2 separate regions of the Gasterosteus aculeatus genome follow, and region 1 is linked to region 2. The links are chromatin contacts, called in public Hi-C maps. All regions are on one chromosome and are shown on one strand. Each heading gives the region's core, a stretch centred on a gene start, on an enhancer-like site or on the middle of the called end of the contact. The rest is flanking DNA. Distances are from core to core; before and after follow the strand shown. Region 1 overlaps znf618 (zinc finger protein 618). Region 2 holds the start of trim32 (tripartite motif containing 32).

Region 1 (3,776 bases), core at 2-2,501, 120 kb after region 2:
ATGTGGGTGACAAACTCCCGAAGCAGGGAGGAGAAACGGGAAATGAAATAACAAGCAGAACATGAACTGGATTTAAATTCACTATGTCACATGTACTTGCTGCATGTTTTAGCTTAGTGAGTCGTCAACGCAGCCCAAGGGACTGTGCCAAAAAACACATTCACATGTGCACACATTTAAAGCCCTCTGAGGTAAATTTGTTATTTGGGGCTACAGAAAATAAAGTTAATTGGATCGAATTGAATTTGCAGGAGAGAAGTTTCAAAAGGTGCAGCAGAGGGTGAACTGGGTGAACTGGGTGAAAACTGTGCAGACGCTACAAAAAGGGGAACGAAACAGGGTGAACAAAACACAGCAACAGAAGGAACCGATTTCATAATAAGCCAGGACAAAGGAGTTGATTACCTTCAACTTTTCACATTTTGCAATATTTCACAGCCAAATGTTACTTTTTCTTTGGTATGTGTAGTGTTACTTGTCGAGTACTCGGTTCTCTTGTTGCAAATTAATTGTAGAAAAAAGAGAAACATGTCAATGAAAAACCGTAACAAAAGGCAGAGTCATGACGGGAACACAACCACTGATGTACCCTGGCAAGAGCAATGCCTGTTAAGACCAGCGTCAGCAGTCCTCAATACGGCAGTTTAACAAAAGGGCAATGGCGTATTTGCACAGAACCAATAGGCCTGATTCACTCCACTCTAAACCGGTGGGCTTCACTGCGAGGCTCTAATATTCCAGACGGACGTTTGTCCTCCTCTTGTCATTGTCTTCAGCTGTCCTCAATTGCTTGGCCGGGCTGGCTTTGCTCCCCAGATCATGACGACGATTAATAAATAATAACGGTGAGATCAGGGGGACATCACTGACGGTCTATTTATAACCGACGAGCAAATTTAACCTTGACTATCTTCTTTTTTTTTTCCACAGTGACCACACTTGCCTTTCACATGCCCAGAGTCAAACGTCATGTTTTCACACCTCAGCGTCATCTCATAACTCTGACTTAGATATGAAATATTCAAATGCTGCTCTCTGCCCGCTGGAATCGGCAGTGAGATTCCTCATCACAAGCTGGACACACTGTGTTCTCTTTGTTTCGGGAGGGGTGGGGGGGAGGAAGTGGCCAGGACATGGGAGTCCGAAAACACCTGGACTCATCTGTTTGCAACATATTGTCTCCTAGGTTACTTTGGTCAGGGAGGAGGGGGGTATGATGCTTGTGCACGTGTATGCACGTGTGTCTGCGCAGGTGTGCAGAGGGATCCGAGCAGGCAGGCAGGCGCACCGGGTGCCTTTGAGGTCATGGGGCGAGGGTGGAGTGTTAGCGGGAACGACACCTGACAGCAACTTGGTGGAATGCGCCCTGGCAGTTCTGTACATTCACGTCACTACCGATAAAAGTCAGCAGGAGGAACCACAGCGCCGGTGCCACCGGTTCCTCCATACGGGGAGAGGAGGAGGAGGATGAGAACACTTCCGCCGGTCCTTGCCTGTCCCTCCAATGCTCAGTGAGCAGACGAGCCGGGACAGTTGCGGTGGCCATTGGTTGGGCAGGGGGGGGGGGGGGGGGGGGGGCGCGAAGGTGCCAACCTTGTCAATGCCAGAGGTGGGAGCAAAGCCACGTGGCACCACCCAGTTTGGAGGTTGGGAAACAAAACCTGGGTGCCTCTTATTTGGGTTGCGTAACAGACAAAGGCAAAAAAAGGAGGTGTGCAAGAACTTTGTGTGACGGTGAATGCTGCAGGACGGCCACATGCGTCTCGGTGGGGTTTTGGCGCGTGGAAGAGTCGACATGAACACCAAACAGCAGCGATGTGCCGGTGCAGTGCTGCAGAGCAGCTCGGTGATTCATGGCTATCGACTTTTCCTCAGGTCCTCTGGATCAATTCCACCGTCAAAATAAGAAACAAATCCCTGAGAATGATTTGATCATTAATGGTTTGGGCCAATCTTTAAGCATCTTGGTGTCGTAAAGGATGATACTCACCTGGGTAACAACAATCTGTCTGTTTCCAGCATCAAACAATACTGAGAAACATGAAGCCATACCAATTTACTCAAGGTTAAATTGTGCTTTCAAATAAACATCCACTTTTGAGGCCTTAGCTTGTAGTGTTTTACCGGATGCATCATAGCACATTGGTGATGCTTCCATTGGGTCCGCTCTGCGGCTGATAGAAGGCCAGAGACTGCCACCTAGTGCTCACAGAGGGAACCTTTTTCACATTTAGCTGCATTCATCACACTCCTAGTGCAGTCAAAGCTTTAAGTCGTCATTTTAAAAATTGCACAATGGCAAAGGGTCCGTGGCCTGCGGGGAACGCTCCCGCTTACTTTTCTTGAGAAAGCACATATCTGCAACTTTTCCCACATTGCGCTTTCTACCTTTGTGAAAATGAGGGCATCGCTTGGTGCTGTAACCAAAAGAATAAACCAAGCATCTATGGTGACATGTAGTAGCATTGAGGTGTGGGTGACCGGAGGAGGTGGTATTGTCTGTGCGTGTGGTAAGCGGGTGGGGGGGGGGGGGGGGGGGGGGGGGTCAGTGGACAAAGAGTGGGGGGAGGCCAACTTGGGCGTATGTGCTGCAAATTAGGCTTCGGTTGGCAGCCCTTGTGTCGGGGGACACGGGGCGGAGCAGAGTGCGGGTGTTTCTGACCCGGGGGGGCGACTGCTGACCCGGGTGCGAAAGGAGGGAGAAAGACAGCAGGCTGTGACAAAAACTTGCTGGCGCTTTCCCCTCTTCCTGTCGGGGGGCCCTGGGGAACCGTTGCACGCACCTCTAAAGCAGCCTCTTATGTAAAAGGGGAAAGAGGCCTTCATATAAAACACAGGAGCAGCTTTTACAATCATGTTACGTGTCTTTATCTCATCTTAAAATGCGAAAGAGTGAAACTACTTTTTATTTATAAAAACAGGACTCCGAGCGATGGAATTTCTTCATAGACTACAGGTCCTTCCGGTTTGTTTTTGCTTTCTCTGAAAGCGCGCGCACACACACACACACACACACACACACACACACACACGAGCGCTGCTGACACAGATTTGGAGTTTATTCACACATCACATACTACAGTGGGTAATGTATTCAAGAAACACTGAACAGCGCTGCCACATATGACACAGGAACAACAAAAAGGGAAAAGGGAAAAGAGAAAAAAGAAAACACTGAACCCTTTCTTCTCCATTTTATAAAAATAGCGTTGCTACAAAAGTATAAATTAGGCTTACTAATAAGACAACTCAGATCTGAAGCTACACAGGTATCTGCTCTCAAAGTGCATTAAAAACAGAATAGACGCAACCCATTTTTGCATTTAAGCAGAGTATAAAAAGAATAGCCTGTAAAATAGGGTGAAAGCAACACTAATTTCTTAACCTGAATTGATAATACAGAGTATAATCCATGGTTAAAACAGAAAATGTCTCCATGTTTGCATTCTCATACCGTATTTTACAATTCTTATCTGAATAAGTTAAATTCCTGAAACAAAACAAAACTTACAGCGGATTCAAACTTTCTAATAACAGTATCTTAGTTGAGTTTTATATTAATATCAAAAACCTTTTGAAATGCTACTGTAGAAAATAGAGGTATAATGTTATTGGTGTCCCCTACTGAATCTCTGAAATGAAGGCTCCCCCTTGTGGCGTAAAACAGCAGTTCTCTTGTATTTACATAATACATCCAGTGAAAACGGATGATGTGAACCCATTAAACACCAACGTATCTTCAGCATTGCTTGTCCCACCTCGAAAGGTTTGAAATT
Region 2 (4,001 bases), core at 1,126-3,625:
CACCACGAACTGCCCCGACGGCATGGCAGCAATGCCCCAGGGTTTAATGAGCTGGTTTTTATGGCAAGCCACGCACTGTCCGTCCATGGTGTAGACTTTGACGGAGTTATCGAAGTTGTCGGTGACCCCGATCAGACCTTGAGGAGTGACGGCAATGGATAAGGGGATGAGGTTAGGCAGATCCGCCCCAAGGAAGCTCAGGACAAAGTTGTCGATGCTGCTCGCATTGCGGCGGATTTCACGCTGGAAGCCTTTGCGGTTAAAGATCTGGATGCGGTGGTTGCCGCGGTCGGCCACCAGGACCTCGCCATGCTGCGTCACACAGACGCCCACTGGTAAATTGAACATGCCAGGGAGCGATCCCTTGGTGCCCATCTTCTTTACGAACTGGCAGGCTGGAGGCCCGGCACCTGGCCCAGCTCCTCCAGGTGATCCCCCGCCTGCATCCAGGGACTTTGACTTGAAGCTGCCTGGTGAGCCACAGGCCGCCTCCACTCCCGCTGCAAACATGCTAATGTCTTGGTAAAGATCCAATGGAGCCCCCCTTCCACCACTATGAAGCGCCGTGGCCCCGGCTAAACCCTCTACATCGCCCTCAAGCGCGATCTCCAACCCAGTCTCCTCATCCTCTGTGTTGACAGTATAAGTATTCGTGGTCACTTGGCCGACTTCTATTGGTTTCAAGTGCTTCGTTCGGACGAGACCCGGCTCCTGTAGCTGAAACATGGTGGGCAAGCCACCCCTCAGATCCAGCTCTTCGTTATCGCTGCCTTCGTCATCGTCCTTGAGCAGCGCGATGTCGCTCTGCCTCACCAGCATCGTCAGATAATCGCAACGTGACACGACTTTGACCTCTGCAATGTTGAGGAGATACGTCTGCTCCTCCAGCACCTGCCCGTTCAGCTTTTCCACTTCGGCCATGGACGCTTTGAACGCCCCTCGGGACCTGCCGAGCTCCTCTTGGAGACGATGCTCGGCCGACGCGTAGTCCTGCTGCACCGCCTGGTACTTGATTCTCAAGGTCTTTGAGAGGTTTTCAACAGCGGCCTTTTTCTTCTGAATTTCGCCCATGACGTCGCGCAGAGAAGCCAGCCTGCCACCCAGTTCTTTGCGGCGCTGTTCAGCCGCCTTCCGGATCGGCTGGACTGAGTGGCCCAGGTGCAGGTGGCCCTCGCCTTTGCAAAGCTCACACAGGACCGTGGCACAGTCGCGACAGTACTGTCGCGGCAGGCGGCTGCAGCAGGACTTGCACATCAGGGCGGCGGCGGCGGCACTGCAGGACGTGGTGCAATCCAGTATCTTGAGCACAGTGAGGTTGTCGGCCAGTTGGGAGATGCTGCTCATGCGGGACACCTTGCTGCAGAAGGGGCAGCGCACACCATTTATAGTACTGGCCAACAACTTTTCCAGACACTGCCGGCACACTGTGTGACCGCACTGCAGGAGCTTGGGCCTCATTTGATCCTGGTTGTAGGTCTCGAGGCATATGGGGCATTCAAGGACCTCCCTCATTAGATCTGGGTCCAGCGGGGAATATGCTGCCTCCATTATGGTCCTCTTCCTGGAGTTGGAACAAACAAAAAAAAAAAAAGAGGAGTTTTTGTAATATTTCAGCGTTCTGTGTGATATTTTACAAAGACTTTAAAAAGAAAACAAGAGAAATAATAATGTGTTCTGTTATATTTTTGATGAATCATACCCCTTTATGCAAGCAACAGTCATTTTATGTCCAGCTGGAAGTAGCACAGCAGATCAGCTGTTTTATTATTATTTATTTATATGTATTTTTTTTTAAGTCAAGCCTGTCGCTCTTTGTTTAACATGTGATCAATAACACCGAACGGGTGAAAAAAGGACACCATTAAGTGACAACGAACGTTAGTAACGCTGCCGTTCGGTGCACCAATGGCAGCCGAACAAAATGTTCATTTGTTGACATTTGTTATTGACACGCGAGCTGTCCACGCCACCAGTAACTAGGTCATGTGCAAGGGCACGAATGTAATCTCTTGATGCATACGAACAGGGTTGACCTTGCATTTCAGATTTACGGACGAATTATATTGACGAATTGAGAAGGAGAAAAAAAAGTGAATGGCAGGCCCCTCGACTAAGCAACCAACGTGAAGGCTATGAAACAACGCGACAACGTTATGACTGTGGTGCACGTGCACTTGACAATAAAACACGCGGTTCATTTTACTGCCTCTCTTGTTTTACACCTCGGCCTGTGGACGTTACCTGCTCTCCACACGTTAACGTTAGCTGTCTTGAAGTTCAGATGTTTCATGGGCGTGCTGTGGTCCTGCTGCAGCGGCTGCTGCTGCTGGTGTCAAACTGCAGTGTCGACCACGTGACGTACGCATTGCTACGTCAGACGCACGGCGCTGAGAGTGTCGTTTTGATTGGCTACTGTGCGGGTTTACAAAACCTCTCCCCAGGGTCCCAACGCCCGTCCTAGTTTAACGTCAAATATCAGGAGAATATTATTTTTTTTCTCCCTTTTTCTCAACAGTAAAATATTCACATAAAAAGAGAGCAAGGCAAAGTTTCATTCCAAATACCTTGTCATAATACTTTTCCTTGTAAGATGGAAATTTGTAAAATACGTCTTGAAGTATGATACAACTGGATGGAACGATTTTCGTGTTCAGCAGGAAGACATATCTTATTATCATACCATGCCATCTTTAAAATAAACACTCATATGATTACTTAACTTAACCTAACTTTGGGCGAATCATATCTCAAAGGTCCTTCTTTGTAGTCCATCTTCAGAGAAATTGTGGTTTCGCAGCTGCATCATAACTATGTAGTCTTTTGCTAACTCCTCATGAATTCTCCTAACCATCTTTCCTTGACCCCGTGACGTTTTCCACAAAAGTCAAGGAAAAGTGGTTAGGAATAGATGTTAGGAGGTCATTCTTTGACCATTCAGGTTTTTACTCAGTAATTATAGTTAGAGACCACTAGATGTCAGAGTAAGTCTTCGAGAAGATGTCTGTTCAAAACTGCTGCCACAAAGTGGTGTAGAGTTGATGTGTGAATTAGCACCATATGAGAAACTGCTTTTTGTTGGTTGGTCAAATTGAAAATACCATTTGATTGTCATTTATTGAATGTATTGTATTAATAGACCCGTGCCAAGTAACTGCTGTAAAACCATGTTTATTTGCAATAGCCCTTTGAAGACAAGACACAGCTCAAAGGGATCAGCATTGCAGAAGCATGTGTCACTTGCTTCACCAATAATTGTGCAGGGCCTTAAATAAATAAGAAGTAAGAGATGGTGTATCTGTTAAAAGCTGTGGTTTTAATAAAGCAAAACAATAATGACAACAGTAACCAAATCTAACAACAGCTGTATTGAATTGCCTGGCAAGACATGTGACACCTTTGCTGTTGTTGCCTGGGCAACATAACCCTGGCCAGAACGGATGTGTCCCTCATGAGTAATTATACTGCAACCAGTCTACAAAGACATTTTAATTAACAAAGGCAGTGCAGGATCAATGGCAAGAAAATTCACACATCTATCTCTTCACTATGTGTGATGACAGGCAAGTCAGCATCACATTCATTCCACGCTGCAAAGAATGTGTTAGTCGAATGACGGGCCACTCCCTTAACTGCACCGAAATACACGCCGTCCTGTTTAGTTCACCCTTGTGAAGGGTGTCATCGTTGGTTGGATGTCAGTAAGACTGTACATTACACAAATAGACATTGACATGAACAAAACACTTCAGATGGAAATTCTTACAGGAAAGTCTAATAAAAGACTCAGTATTAGGCGAAAAACTAATTTACACTGGTAGAAATACCCCACACTATTAATGTATGCTAATTATGCCAAGCAGGGTAAAAAGACATGTGACAGATATTTCATCAAATGCATTTTTCAACTGTATTGAGTTAAAGGGGGTTAGAGCGAATAAGACTGGCTAGCCAAAGCCAACCTGATCTAAAGTAATGTGAGAGCTGGGGGGACGACAGCTCGT

Evidence for each region. A called contact is a pair of places that touch in the nucleus more often than the background predicts.
Region 1: a contact with region 2 is called in a Hi-C map of skeletal muscle, with 6 times the contacts expected there. The contact joins the enhancer-like site here to the promoter of trim32 in region 2. A contact is called at or near these places in 4 of 6 Hi-C or Micro-C datasets (skeletal muscle, tail fin and whole body).

Annotation. Positions count from the first base shown.
Region 1 is chr14:6,532,185-6,535,960 of fGasAcu3.hap1.1, forward strand. znf618 (zinc finger protein 618) reads right to left here. Exons shown (of 15, transcript XM_078087729.1): 15 at 3,039-3,776. Among protein-coding and RNA genes, the nearest start is that of pappaa, 11 kb to the left of the region's middle. Within about 2 kb of position 1,252, at least 2 of the 9 cell types and tissues checked have open chromatin away from gene starts, as enhancers often do.
Region 2 is chr14:6,411,545-6,415,545 of fGasAcu3.hap1.1, forward strand. It overlaps trim32 (tripartite motif containing 32), which reads right to left and starts at 2,376. Exons shown (of 2, transcript XM_040197295.2): 1 at 2,242-2,376; 2 at 1-1,561. The coding sequence starts at 1,548. All of the region lies in intron 16 of astn2 (astrotactin 2), which reads left to right.